Linked DNA regions of Rattus norvegicus: region 1 is linked to region 2. A link is a contact called in public Hi-C data. All regions are on one chromosome and are shown on one strand. Each heading gives the region's core, a stretch centred on a gene start, on an enhancer-like site or on the middle of the called end of the contact. The rest is flanking DNA. Distances are from core to core; before and after follow the strand shown. Region 1 has its middle 36 kb from the start of Rap2a. Region 2 holds the start of Rap2a (RAP2A, member of RAS oncogene family).

What was found. A called contact is a pair of places that touch in the nucleus more often than the background predicts.
Region 1: a Hi-C map of liver shows a contact between it and region 2, with 1.9 times the contacts expected there. The contact joins the enhancer-like site here to the promoter of Rap2a in region 2. A contact is called at or near these places in 4 of 12 Hi-C or Micro-C datasets (the A7r5 cell line, hepatocytes and liver).

Annotation. Positions count from the first base shown.
Region 1 is chr15:104,036,577-104,043,388 of GRCr8, forward strand. No RefSeq gene overlaps it. Among named protein-coding and RNA genes, the nearest start is that of Rap2a, 36 kb to the left of the region's middle. Within about 2 kb of position 3,390, at least 4 of the 93 cell types and tissues checked have an H3K27ac peak or open chromatin away from gene starts, as enhancers often do. A contact at or near this core is called in liver, where this site is marked.
Region 2 is chr15:103,999,322-104,006,067 of GRCr8, forward strand. Rap2a (RAP2A, member of RAS oncogene family) reads left to right here and starts at 4,423. Exons shown (of 1, transcript NM_053741.1): 1 at 4,423-4,913. The coding sequence starts at 4,428. The coding sequence ends at 4,745. LOC120097088 (a long non-coding RNA gene) reads left to right here. Exons shown (of 3, transcript XR_005494308.2): 3 at 2,284-3,119.

The DNA.
Region 1 (6,812 bases), core at 2,140-4,639, 36 kb after region 2:
CACACACACACTCACACATACACAGACACACACACACTCACACACACAAACATGCACTCACTCACACACACACTTATACACTCATACACACACACTCACACACAGACACACACATACAGAGCACACACACATACACACACAAACACGCAGCACGCACACAGACATGCACTCATACACACACACAGACATGCACTCACACACACACTCACACACAGACACACAAACACGCAGCACACACACAGATGTGCACGCATACATACACAAATGATAACAAAACAACAACAACAACAATAATAATAATAAATTAATCTTAAACTGCAGAGCCAGAGATGTTTATGCTGGGAGTTGAACTGTCCTATAAGATGTATTCTCGAGTTTCAGTATTGTGTGGGGGAGAAGAGCTTGCGAAATGTACACATCACCTGTTGACTAGGAAACAAAGACAAAGGAATGATAGTAGGGAAGTAATTGATTAGTCGCAGTGCATGCCAAATAGTCTTGATTCTTTTAAAAACAAAGTCCTCCCTGAGTTCCCTGACAGTCAAAGACGAGAGGAAAACAAGACTGTGGCATCAACGCGTCCTGTGATAAAAAAGCTGACTGGATGTCTGTAGCAGGTGCTTTCTTGGTCCTCTGAAGGATCCTATGGTCTGCAGAGGACGGCTGCCCATGCTTAGTGGCCTGATCCCTGCCATCCGGGTGTGCATTCCGACTATTCTTGTTGGTGTTAGTGTTCAGGAGATGGCTTTTTACTCTCCCGTATGGGTCAAACTTTGAAAAATTTGGCTTGGGGAAGAAGACAGATGTGGTTTGTTTCTAATACCACTACAATGATAGTAGCAGTGTGGTACGGGAACGCGAGGGGCTCCAGTGAGGGATTCAGAGTTTAGTGGCATCTCAGCTCTCCCAGATCCCAGGCAAGAGTGGAGTTGGTGGTGTGTTCATTTTCTCAGCTTGGGAGGTTGGGGGTGACTTCATTGAGTCCCGGTCTGGAATTATATTATAATTGTAATGGGAGGTGGAAATAGCTTGTGTAATGGAAAATAATGGGGTGAGCAATAGACCTAATTAGGAAAAAAAAAACAATTGTGATCTTACCTCAGAAGACTGACATGCTTAGGGAAATGCATTTTAAAGCTGAATTAGGCAGTAAGAGATTGCAGCCTTCATTCAAGTTTATATGTCTGATTTCAAAGCTCCAATAGCTGCACCTTTCAGGGAGCAAACACTTGTTATTAATGCCTGGTTAAACTGCACGTGATGGTATTGGAAACTAAAAGCCAACAGAATGCCGCAGTCAGAGTGGGAGCCACACTTATATGATACCTGTAATGATGGCACGATCACATACATGCACATGCACATGCACATGCATCACACACACACACACACACACACACACACACACACACACACACACACACAAAAGAAACATACTAGAGATAATCCCAATATGGTGAAGGAATGCGCCCCATGATTCCTCTGCCCGTGATGCCTCTGCCTCGTGATTCCTCTGCCCCGTGATGCCTTTCCTATTTAACATTACTCGAGAGATCTTAGCAAATTCAGTAAAGCAAACAAACAAAAAGATATGATACAAATAAGAAATAGTAGAAATTAAAGAAAAATGTTATAAGTGGAAATCTATTTTGAAAATTCTTTTAATTGTTAGAAAAGCAATTTAACTATAAGATAACAAAGTAAATCTACAGAAGTTGGTGCCACTTGTAGTCAGTTAAAATGATAATTTTGAAAACTCATCCCACCCCCACGCCCCGCCCACGTCTTCGTAAGAAAGTTGAAGAATCTGTGTTGAAGGAAATCCTATTCAGTTGGGATATCTTGACAGTATGTTGCTGGAAAACGTAATACTACATTTTTAAATTTAATCCAACATCAAACAAAATGTCACCTTTAGGGTATTGATAAAACGGTGATATAACTTTGAACATAAGTTAAAAGGGACTATCAGAAAATTCTAATGACATACAAAAAGGTCTTGGCTCTTGGTTTTAAAATGGTTTCTATGAAACCAGAAATAAGTGAAGTGAAAACTGAATAAAATATTACAGAGAATCGAGCCTGTTGACTCGGCATTAACACTGCCTGGGTTACAGGCAAGTGGTCAGGCTTCCTGAACAGAGTCTCTTCAGCAGGAGCATGACTGTAGCAGGCAGTTGGGACTAAGGAGATCATCTCATTTCAGCATAATGGCTGCCATGGTTTTCTTATTGTTCTCTTAGAAGTAAAACCTTGGGGGGGGGGGGACAAGAACGCAAAGAGGATCATATTTCAAAGTTGATGAAGCAAATAACTGAGAGTGAAGTCACACTGATTTATTTATTCTGCAGACACCCACTTCTGAGTGTGGTAGATATCCTAATGGATCCGAAGGTGCGAAGTTATTGAATGGTACAGCATCTGTCAGGAGCTTCAGATGTGTTCCCCGCCTTTAATGGGGTAATCTTATTTCTAGGACTGTAACTCAAGAAAAAAGTGTAGATAGGAATAAATGCATCAGATGCTGTATCGTCTCTACTCAGGTGTTGGGCAGAGAAACTATTCAGTAAACCCTGGTGTAGGGACTCGAGAACCCATTAGGATACGGATGTTCATGCAAATAAAAGACTATAAATGGATAGACATTTAAAGGCACCTGCTACCGAGCCTGACCACCTGAGTTCGATCCCTGGAGCTTACATGACGGAAGGGAAGAACTCTCTCACAACATTATCTCCACGTGTGCACTTTAGCACACATGCAGACACGCATCCCTCCAACACTCATGTACACACAAAACAAATTAACTTAAATACGAAGAATTATGATCAACCTAGTAAAATGAATGTTTCTACTCTATAATCCAACTTTTGTAAATTAAGCCCTGTAGATACCCATATACGTCACAAATAAAATATAATTACTTATTTTGGGGATTCCTGAATAGAAAGTTAAATACTTAAAATGGTGTCATTCACAACATTATAGTTGATATTAAAAATAAGTATGGAAACATGGTGACTTTGTGCTAAGACCCTCACAGAGCAGATCGTTTGAAAATCAGAACTCCGAGGGGCCTGGGAGAATTTGGAGGCAGAGTAGAACTTAGTCATGTCCACACCCATTGTCATTAGGGTCTTCAGGGAGAGGAAATGAAGCAAAGCAAGCCATGTACATAAAATATTCAGAGGTGTGTAAGGAGATTAATTTAGAAAAGAGAAACAATGTGGAAAGTGCAGGCTGGCTCTGAGATTTCTGACCTGTTAGTTAGCCCTGGGCACTGAGGTCCTCTTGATAGAACAGCAGCTGAAACACTTACTACTGGCACACAGACCTGTATATTTGGTCCAGAGTTGTGTTGAATTAATCACCAAGGAGTGGAGAGGGGAAGAGAGCATCTGGATTTGGCAGACAGGAGTTGAAGCGTTGCCCTAGCAAGCTGGGCCAGTGAAACTGTTAGTTCAGTGCAAGGAGGCGAAGCTCAAAGGCAAGGATCCCATGGTGCTGAAGAGCTCTGAGGGACACCGTCCTTATCCTGTTTGCTAGGTGGAGACAAATTACCTACGCTTGTGACTTGCCCCGGTCTCTTCTCAGAAGGATTTTAAAAACATTACAATCATAAGGATTAAAGGTGAAAAAGCTTTCAGCCTTGGTTTCGCAACATGCTAGACAAGTATGCCAAGAATTATTTGCCAAAGATAAATCAAGTTGAACTCATTTTTGTTGAAATACTACATGTCACTTTGAAGAGGAAGAGTCTTATTTTATGTTCATGTATGGGTGCCTGCATGCGTGCATGTATGTGCATTTTGTGGGTGCCTGGTGCCCTCAGAGGCTGGAAGATGGTATTGGATCCCTGGAACGTGAGTTGCAGGTTGCGAGCCCCACTCTGTGTTTGCTGGGCCCTGAGCCCAGGTCCTTTGCAAGAGCAGCTCGTGTTATTAATTTAGCCAGAGTCTTGCTGTGAAGCTCCAGCTGTCCTGGAACTCACTACATAGATCAGGCTGACCTCAAACTCACTAAGATCCAACTAAGCTGATTCTGAAGATCTGCCCCTTCTCTTGCAGAACTTTCCTCTCCAGCCTTCTGTTCTGAAAGTTCTCATCCACCTAGTCCAATTATGTCCTCATATGCATCTCCTACCCTCAGGGAAGAACTGAGTTCCCTGCCTACATCCGGAAGTTCTCTCCCTGTGGCATGTTTGGCTGACAGAGGACTGTAGTTCATTTGTTATCATTCAGTCTTTCGAGGACCACTGCTTTCTGTCGACTGGTTTCCAGCATCTTAACAAATCGTTTCACATCTTTTTCCCATTTTCTGATTGCTTGGGGCTCATTTTTTTTTCCTTGATGAGACTCCTAACAAATTAGACATATTTCCTACCATGTTACCATTCTCTTTCAGGTTATCTTCTTTTGTCTGTAAAGTAGAGAGAAAGAGAGAGAGAGACAGAGACAGAGACAGAGAGCTAGAGAGACAGAGACAGACAGAGACAGAGAGACAGAGAGACAGAGACAGACAGAGACAGAGACAGAGAGATAGAGAGACAGAGACACAGACAGAGAGACTGCTTTATTAGGAGTGATAACTGTTTTTGACAATTTTATTTTATAATCTTTCAACTTGTGTTAACTTCATGTTAACCATTATAACAGGTTTTCTTCAATATTGCTTTTACCTGAGGCTGAAGCTGTTTTCCTCAACGATGCTTCAGACTCTGTTTAAGTTCCTCCTCACATACTTCCTTTTCCTTCTGCATTCGGGCTGATCCTAAAGACAGCGTTATTGCTGCCATTCACCTTCACATACTCTGATAGATTCCGCTTACCATGATTAAACCAAGATCAGGTAAACAATAATTACAGTCTAATAACCCCTAAGGAAACAGAAGCAGTCATTCAATGTCTCACAAATGAAAATGCCCAGGGCCAAATGGTTTTAGCTTAGAATTCTACCAGACCTTCAAAGAGCTATTACCAATACATCTTAAACTATTCCATAAAATAGAAACAGAAGGAACATCGCCAAACTCATTCTATGAGGCCACAGTCGTCCTGATACTTAAACCACACAAAGATTCAACAAATAAAGAGAACTTCAGACCAATTTCCCTTGGAATATTGATGCAATAATACAAAAAAAAAAAACTGGATCCAAGAACGCATAAAAGGCCATCTACCATGATCAAGTAGGCTTCCCAGGGATGGAGGGGTGATTCACTATATGAAAAGTCATCAACATAATATGCCATATAAAGAAACTGAAACAAAATGATCTTCTCATTAGATGCTGAAAAAGTCTTTGACAAAATCTTCATGTTAAAATCTTGGAGAATTCAGGGATTCAAGGCACATATCTTAACACAATAAAAACAATATACAGTGAGTCAACATCAAATTAACTGGAGAGAAACATAAAGCAATTCCACTAAAGTCAGGGACAGGACAAGGCTGCCCACTCTCTCCCAACTATTCACTATAGTACTTGAAGCTCTAGCCAAAGCAATCAGACAACAAAAGGAGATCAAGGGGATACAAATTGGAAAGGAAGAAGTCACGGTATCACCATTTGCAGATGATATGATAGTATACATAAGCAACCCCCAAAATTCTACCAGAGATCTCCTATGACTGATAAACAACTTCAGCAAAGTGGCTGGACATAAAATAAACTTTAACAAATCAGTAACCTTCCTTCATACAAATGATAAAAGGACAGAAAAAGAAATATGGAAACCTCACCCCCACAATATCTACAAATAATATAACTTATCTTGATGTAACTCTAACTAAGCCTGTATGACAAGGAATTCAAATCCCTGAAGAGAGAAACTGAAGAAGCTATCAGAAGATGGAAAGACCTTGCATGCTCATGAATTGGTAGGATTAACATAGTGAAAATGGCCACCTTACTAAAAGCAATCTACAGATTCGATGCAATCCCCATCAAAATCCCAACACATTTCTTTATAGACCTTGAAAGAGCAATTCTCAACTTCATATGAAACAACCAAAAATCCAGGACGGCTAAAACAATCCTGTACGATAAAGGAACTTCTGGAGGGATCACCATCCCTGACTCCAAGCTGTGCCACAGAGTGTCAAGAGCTACACGGACATAGCGTTTTAAAGTAACACTTCTTCCTTTCTTTCTTCCTTTCTTTCTTCCTTTCTTTCTTTCTTCTTTTCTCTCTTTCTTTCTTTCTTTCTTCCTTCCTTCCTTTCTTTCTTCCTTTCTTCCTTTCTTGCTTGCTTGCCTGCTTTCTTGCTTTCTTTCTTTTATTTTTCAGCAAATGGAAGATTGCATGCATCTTTTAGTACTGGTAGGGTTTTTTGGTTCTTTTTTCCATCCTTTCTGGTTGTTTTGGGATTGTTGTAAGTGTTTGGCAACTTGGGGACCAATAGACCTATTATTAAAGAGTTACATTTATTAAGTAGAAGGGCACAGATGTAACAGGGCTTATATATGGAAGTCAGAGGACAACTCTAGGTGTCCCTCCTTTCCTCCCACTCTGTTGGTCTCAGAATGGAACTCGAATTGTTGGGCTTTGCAGCCAACCTCTTTGCCCACCTAAGCCATCTCTCAAATCCCAGTTCTGTGTTCTTTAGCCAAAGCTACCCTTAGTTCTGTGAGCAGACCTATTAGTTTCAGCTGAAGACCTTGGTCTGGCTCCTTTACCATGTGTATCTCTTAAATGCTATTTAAGTCACGTTCTCTACCAACACTTCAGTCTTACCTTTAATCCCCTCGAGCATCTGTCTCAGGTCATTCTCTCCTCAAGACTCCTGAGTATCTGTTTCTGTCACTTGTTA
Region 2 (6,746 bases), core at 3,173-5,672:
ACACTGCACAGATAGACTGAGCACTAGACACTGCACAGATAGACTGTGTACTAGACACTGCACAGGTAGACTGTGTACTAGACAGTGCACATATAGACTGTGTACTAGACACTGCAGAGATAGACTGTGTACTAGATAGTGCACGGGTAGACTGTGTACTAGACAGTGCACAGGTAGATTGTGTACTAGACACTGCACAGATAGACTGTGTACTAGACACTGCACAGATAGACTGTGAACTAGACACTGCAGAGATAGACTGTGTACTAGACACTGCACAGATAGACTGTGTACTAGACACTGCAGAGACAGTGTACTAGACAGTGCACAGATAGACTGAGTACTAGACAGTGCACAGGTAGACAGTGTACTAGACAGTGCACAGATAGACTGTGTACTAGACACTGCATAGATAGACTGAGTACTAGACAGTGCACAGATAGACTGTGTACTAGACAGTGCACAGATAGACTGTGTACTAGACACTGCACAGATAGACTGTGTACTAGACACTGCACAGATAGACTGTGTACTAGACACTGCACAGATAGACTGTGAACTAGACAGTGCACAGGTAGACTGTGTACTAGACACTGCACAGATAGACTGTGAACTAGACAGTGCACAGGTAGACTGTGTACTAGACAGTACACAGGTAGACTGTGTACTAGACACTGCACAGATAGACTGTGTACTAGACAGTGCACAGATAGACTGTGTACTAGACAGTGCACATATAGACTGTGTACTAGACACTGCAGAGATAGACTGTGTACTAGACACTGCAGAGACAATGTACTAGACACTGCACAGATAGACTGAGTACTAGACAGTGCACAGGTAGACTGTGTACTAGACAGTACACAGGTAGACTGTGTACTAGACAGTGCACAGATAGACTGTGTACTAGACAGTGCACAGATAGACTGTGTACTAGACACTGCACAGATAGACTGAGTACTAGACACTGCACAGGTAGACTGTGTACTAGACAGTGCACAGGTAGACTGTGTACTAGACAGTGCACAGAGAGACTGTGTACTAGACACTGCACAGATAGACTGTGTACTAGACAGTGCACAGATAGACTACGTACTAGACACTGCACAGATAGACTGTGTACTAGACAGTGCATAGGTAGACTGTGTACTAAACAGGGCAGAGACTAAACAGGGCATAGATAGTGATAGTTACTTTCAGTTGCCAGTTAGACAGGATTAAGAAATACCCAAGGCACAGTGAGGCACTCTGGGGCATGTCTGTGAGGAATTGTCCAGAGGACTGGTTGAGGGCAGGGAAGAACAACCTTGAATGCATTTCTACCCACCCCACCAGCTAGGGTACTGGATTGATAAGGGAAAGGGGAGGACTGAGATTCAGAACTCCCTTCTTCCAGAGCATCTGAGATGTGAGTGAACAGCATCCCACTCTGGCCACAGGAAGCTAGCCACCCACTGCTTAACTATTCCAACCGTGACGATGGACTCTGTCTTGTGAGGCACTGGGGGAGATAAACTTTTCCTCCTTTAAGTTGCTTTTGTTAAGTACTTAGTCACAGCGGTGAGAAAGGCTACCAATACTGGTTGTCATATCCACAAAGAACATGTGATGCTTCTAGGCTCTACTTAATTCCCTTGACACCTGAAAATGTTATCACCCATACACATGGTTTGGTTGTACTGGAAGCATTCTGCTTTTCCTCACAAAACTAGCTGCTATGGAGCTGAAGTAATCACAACCCAGCCTACTAGTCTCACAGAAAACTAGACTTCCAAAATCCAGCTACTGACCTCCTGTATCAGCTTCTTGAAACATTGCTGTCAGAGTCATTCAGACATGAAACGAGGCTCCCTCGACTTTAGTTCATGTTCTTACATGATTAAATTAGAATGAGAGAGCAGATCCCCTTCAGTTTTGACTCCCATGAAACGTTCCTGATGCTTCCCTCCTACAGTTTCTTCACTGCCTATTCTCTAAGTTTCAACTTCTCAAAACTTCATAGTACACAATTGAGAATGACGGACCTGAGCTATATCGGCAGACTTCATATCCATGCATCCAAACAGCAGCAACTCAAAAATACTGGGTGGGGGGGGGGATGGAGAACTGTACGGAACAGTAGGTTTGTTATGATTCATTCCCCCCAAAGACTGTATCATAACTATTAGCCTAACATTTACAGTATATCAGACAGACAAGGAATCTAGAGAGAACCGGAATATACAAGAGAGTGTGTAGGTTAAGTACGAATATGCCATTTCATATACGGGATTTGATTTGCAGGCTTTTGGTTCTGGAGGTGGCCTGGAACCAAACGTCCATGAATCTGAAGGAAGGAGAGACGGCAGCTGACATTTTCAATTTGACAAGGCACTTGCGCTCTACATTGTTTGAAATAAAAATTTGCAGTCATGTTGTGGCTAGGTAATTCAAGCATATGGAATGCTTAAACGTTCAGAAACAATAGGCAGTCGGGAACTCCTATATCAGAATACATTTTTGTACTTTGACAAGTGACAGAAAAGATATAAAAGAATGTCCCGCTGTTAGAGGAGCCCAGACTGAAATCCACTCTACAATGACCTTGTGGGAAATCAGAATGGTGGAGGGGCACACCGAACTCTGACAGAATTGAAAAAGAATACAGCCTTCTGAAAAGTATGAGGCAGTAATGACCAGAGTTGTCATTTCAAGAACATGGTTTAATGAAGATAAATGCGATGACCAGTTATTGCAGGCTGGAGGGTGTAATTTTTCATAAATTTGCGATTATGGCTGGGAGTGTATGACGAAGATCGGGGGAGGGCAAAGATAAGCTGGTTTACCACAGGGTAGAAAATACACATTTTAGGAGGCTCGAACGGAGGACCGCTGCAACTGCTGCCAGATGGATGTCTCCAGAGGGCCCGGAAAATGTCTCACCCTGAAGACAAAAGTCCCTGTTTTCCCGATTCAGCCCACGATCCAGCCCGCATCCTTTGCCACCACTTCCATGCCCATCTCCAGGCAGAATGCCACGGAGGCGACGTTAGAACAGAAATCATCCCTTTCCCCAGCCAACGCAACCCGCTCCTGTGCCAGAACACCCGGGAGTCGGGCGCTCCAGCCCCGCCCCTCCCAGTTCCCTGGCAGCCCTGCACTGTCTCTATACCTCAGACCTGAGTGGCAGAGCACCGGGAGGGATTTGATTGGCTCCCCTCAGCCCGCCGTCTCTCCTCAGCTGGCTTACGATTGGTTATCAGAGCGTGCGCAAGCGCAAACGCAGCCCCGCCAGCCCCGGAGGGGAGTTGGCTCAGTCTATCACTGGGTCTTACACCAATCGGCTAGCAAGATGAGACGTCTTCTCATTGGTCAAGAGTGGTAGTCTGGAGTCCAGACCCGCAACCTGATTGGCTACAGTGAATCCGAGCTTCCGCATCGACATCCCCGCAGGCTGTTGCTGAGCTGCTCTGGAGGGGTGTGGGGGGGGGTCTCTTGACGGTGGCTGGCGGATCCGAGCTCCAGGTTTTCCAGGCGCCCGTGGCTGTCTACCAGTGCAGGGGAGGAGCTCGGCTTACGTCAAACTCGAGGAGGGTGGGGCTAGAGGGCGTGCCGGTGACGTCATCGGGCGCGGACCAGGTTGCGTGTAGGCTGGGCGCCGCCGACTAGCGGAGCTTCGATTTGCTTGTGTAACTTATGGCAGCGGCCCTTAAGGCTCACGTTGTTACGTATAACGAGTTAAAGCCAAAGCTCTCTGAAGGCTGACAAGCTGAGTGATGTCGGCCACAGGCTGGCCCGTCGTGAGGCCCCCAAGCACGGTGCGCATGTCTCCCTGTGCCCACCATTCCTCTACTGTCACCTCCAGCAAACCCTGAGCGTGGGAGTCTGACGTCGCCCGCCATCGGGAGGAGGAGAGCGCGCAGACGCAGTACGGAGGCCTGTAGGGCTGGGTGTTGCCAGACGTCTGCGGAAGCCGAGTCTCGCTAGAGCGCGCCGACGGTCGCTAGGCGACGGCGCGAGAGGAGGGCCTTCCTCTATGCTCCGCCCACCAGGCTGGCTCCGCCCCTGGCAGCGCTGCGGCTGGGCTCGGGCGCGCGCTCCAGCGCTAGGGAAGCGGCGGCGGCAGCAGCGGCGGCGGCGGGTGCTGGGCGTGGAGGCGCGAGGGGCGGGGCGGGCGGCATTGCGGGGCCGCGGTTCGGGCGGCTCCGGCTCGGGCTCGAGCTCCGTTGCTGCCGGCGCCCTCCAGGCTGCATCGTCCTCCGGCTTGGCCCGCTCACAGGGCCGCGCGCTGCTCCCTCAGTTGTAGCTCCGCTGCCGGCGCCCAGGGCGCTGCCGCGGCCGTGAGCCGGCGTGTCCGTAAGGGCGGCGGGGCCGCGGGGTCGGGGCGCGGCGCGCGGGCGCAGGTCTATGTCGCGGGCGGCGGCGGCGGCGGCGGCCGCGCAGGGACGATGCGCGAGTACAAAGTGGTGGTGCTGGGCTCGGGCGGGGTAGGCAAATCCGCCCTGACCGTGCAGTTCGTGACCGGCACCTTCATTGAGAAATACGACCCCACCATCGAGGACTTCTACCGCAAGGAGATCGAGGTGGACTCGTCGCCTTCGGTGTTGGAGATCCTGGACACGGCGGGCACCGAGCAGTTCGCGTCCATGCGGGACCTGTACATCAAGAACGGCCAGGGCTTCATCCTGGTCTACAGCCTGGTCAACCAGCAGAGCTTCCAGGATATCAAGCCCATGCGGGACCAGATCATCCGCGTGAAGCGGTGAGCAGAGCGGGGCGCACGGGGGCTCGGTGGCTGCGGCGATCCCGGTCCCTGGCTCGCCCGGGCTACACCACCTCCTTCCGGGGCTCAGACTTGCGGGCTTTGTTTCACAAGTAAAATTGGGCAGCCCGTTAACCCCCAGCTCAGCCCTTTGTTTCTAGGACATTGGTAGCGCTCCTTCTGGACCCCAGAGAAAACAAAGTTTCAAACTTGCAAGAAGAGAAGGGATGAGTAGGTGGGCGCTAGGGAAAGGGGAGCTGTCTAAGTGGAGGCACGTCTGTGCAGAGTGAGCGCGCGCTTAAATCCACCCTTCAGAGGTTTGACAGCCAGAATTCGCACGTACATATCTTGTGACAGTGTCAATACTAGTTAAGGGGCCCTTTCTTGTCGCGGAAAAGATTAAATGTTGTCAGGAGGTTGGCAGAAATGAATTAGTGCAAAACTTTAAAGGCACATTGGCAAATAATTCGAAGACCACATAACATTCACGAGGTTTGGCATATAGAAACACGCTTGTGACATTTACGTTGAAAGAGTGCATTTCTCTTCCTCTCTTAAAAGCTAGCCTTCCCACCCCGCCCCCTCAAAAAAAAAAAAAAAAAAAAAAAAAAAGGAAGGAGGCTATTCTTGGAAACCAAACAGAAGTTTAGTATGAGCTGTGGCTTGTGTATCAGCTAATTTAAAGTTAGTGCGGGGGGGGGGGGGGGACAAACACGCTTTTTCTTGATGTAAACTGTTCAAAGAATGCATTTTGCATGTGGCAGTAACCTGAATGCTTTCAGTGTTTGTTTTCTCTTAAGTTGATGCCATGTATTTTTACCCTCAACCTTTTAAATATCAAAGTCTAACATGTTATTACAGAGTTTTGGCAAGATTTTCTAGTTCTTCTTTACTGATAACGTTCTTTTCTGGTCCTTATAAACTAGTACTGCTGAGGGTCTTCCAAAATTATTCTACCTGTAGCTACATTTGAAGTCACCATTGAAGGTTTAAATAGAAACAATAATCACATTTATCAGTCATTTGGGGTTTACACACTTCAGAGCTCAGAACAAGTTATTTGTATTCAGGGAATACTCAAAATTTCCTTGCAAGTGGTGGGTCTTTAACCCTGTACAGAGACCAAAAGAATGTCCTCTCCTCAGTTCCTTCTCCCAGATACTCGAGTGTTCATGTTAACTGCTCCAGCTGCCCCTCCTTCACACCCCAGTTCGTGTCAGCGCATCTGTGCAGGAACCAGCATGCTGAGGTCCCCAACGGGGTGGGCCACACCATGTTGCAGCTTCTGGTGAATTTGTGTAGCTCCTCTCTCGGTTATAATAATGGCTACTTTGTTTACTAGAGCAGTTTGTTGATATTTCAACCCGGGACAACAGACTAAGATTCCACTCACCCAGACTCACTAGTTGCAGCTCTTGATATAAGAAGGGCGATGGGCTGAGTGGAGTTGAGCAGCATTTTTCTGTGGGGTAAATGTTGTGTCATAAGAGCCTCTTGGGCCCTGCTTCTTTTTTTTTAGACAGATTCTCTATGTTGACCTGACTGTCCTGGAACTCACCACGCAGAGCAGGCAGACCTGGAATCCACGGAGATTCTCCTGCTGCTGCCAATGGAGTGCTGGCATTAAAGGGCCCAGTCCAGCTTGGACACTATAGTACAGTGTATACGGCATACTCAGACCTGAAGAGGGGGGCACTTGACTCCTCTCAGGTGTAAAGCACAGCTCTCACGTTAGTGCATTTTCTACTCTTGGGAGGACCAGTTCCCTAACTAGCCAGTTGCTTTAGGAAGTACCCAGAACTTCTGTCTTCTGCTCATGGTGTGCCAGCTGTCTGCTTTACATGTGACATATAAGAGTGTGGGGGTGGGCATTTAAAGTGCCAGGGTGCGGTTGGTATAACTGAAATGCTGTGGCTTGATACCTCACCCATGACCTGATATAGAGAACTGATAAAGAGAACTTTTAAGATTTCTGAATCCACATAGCCTCTTCTACACGGGTCTG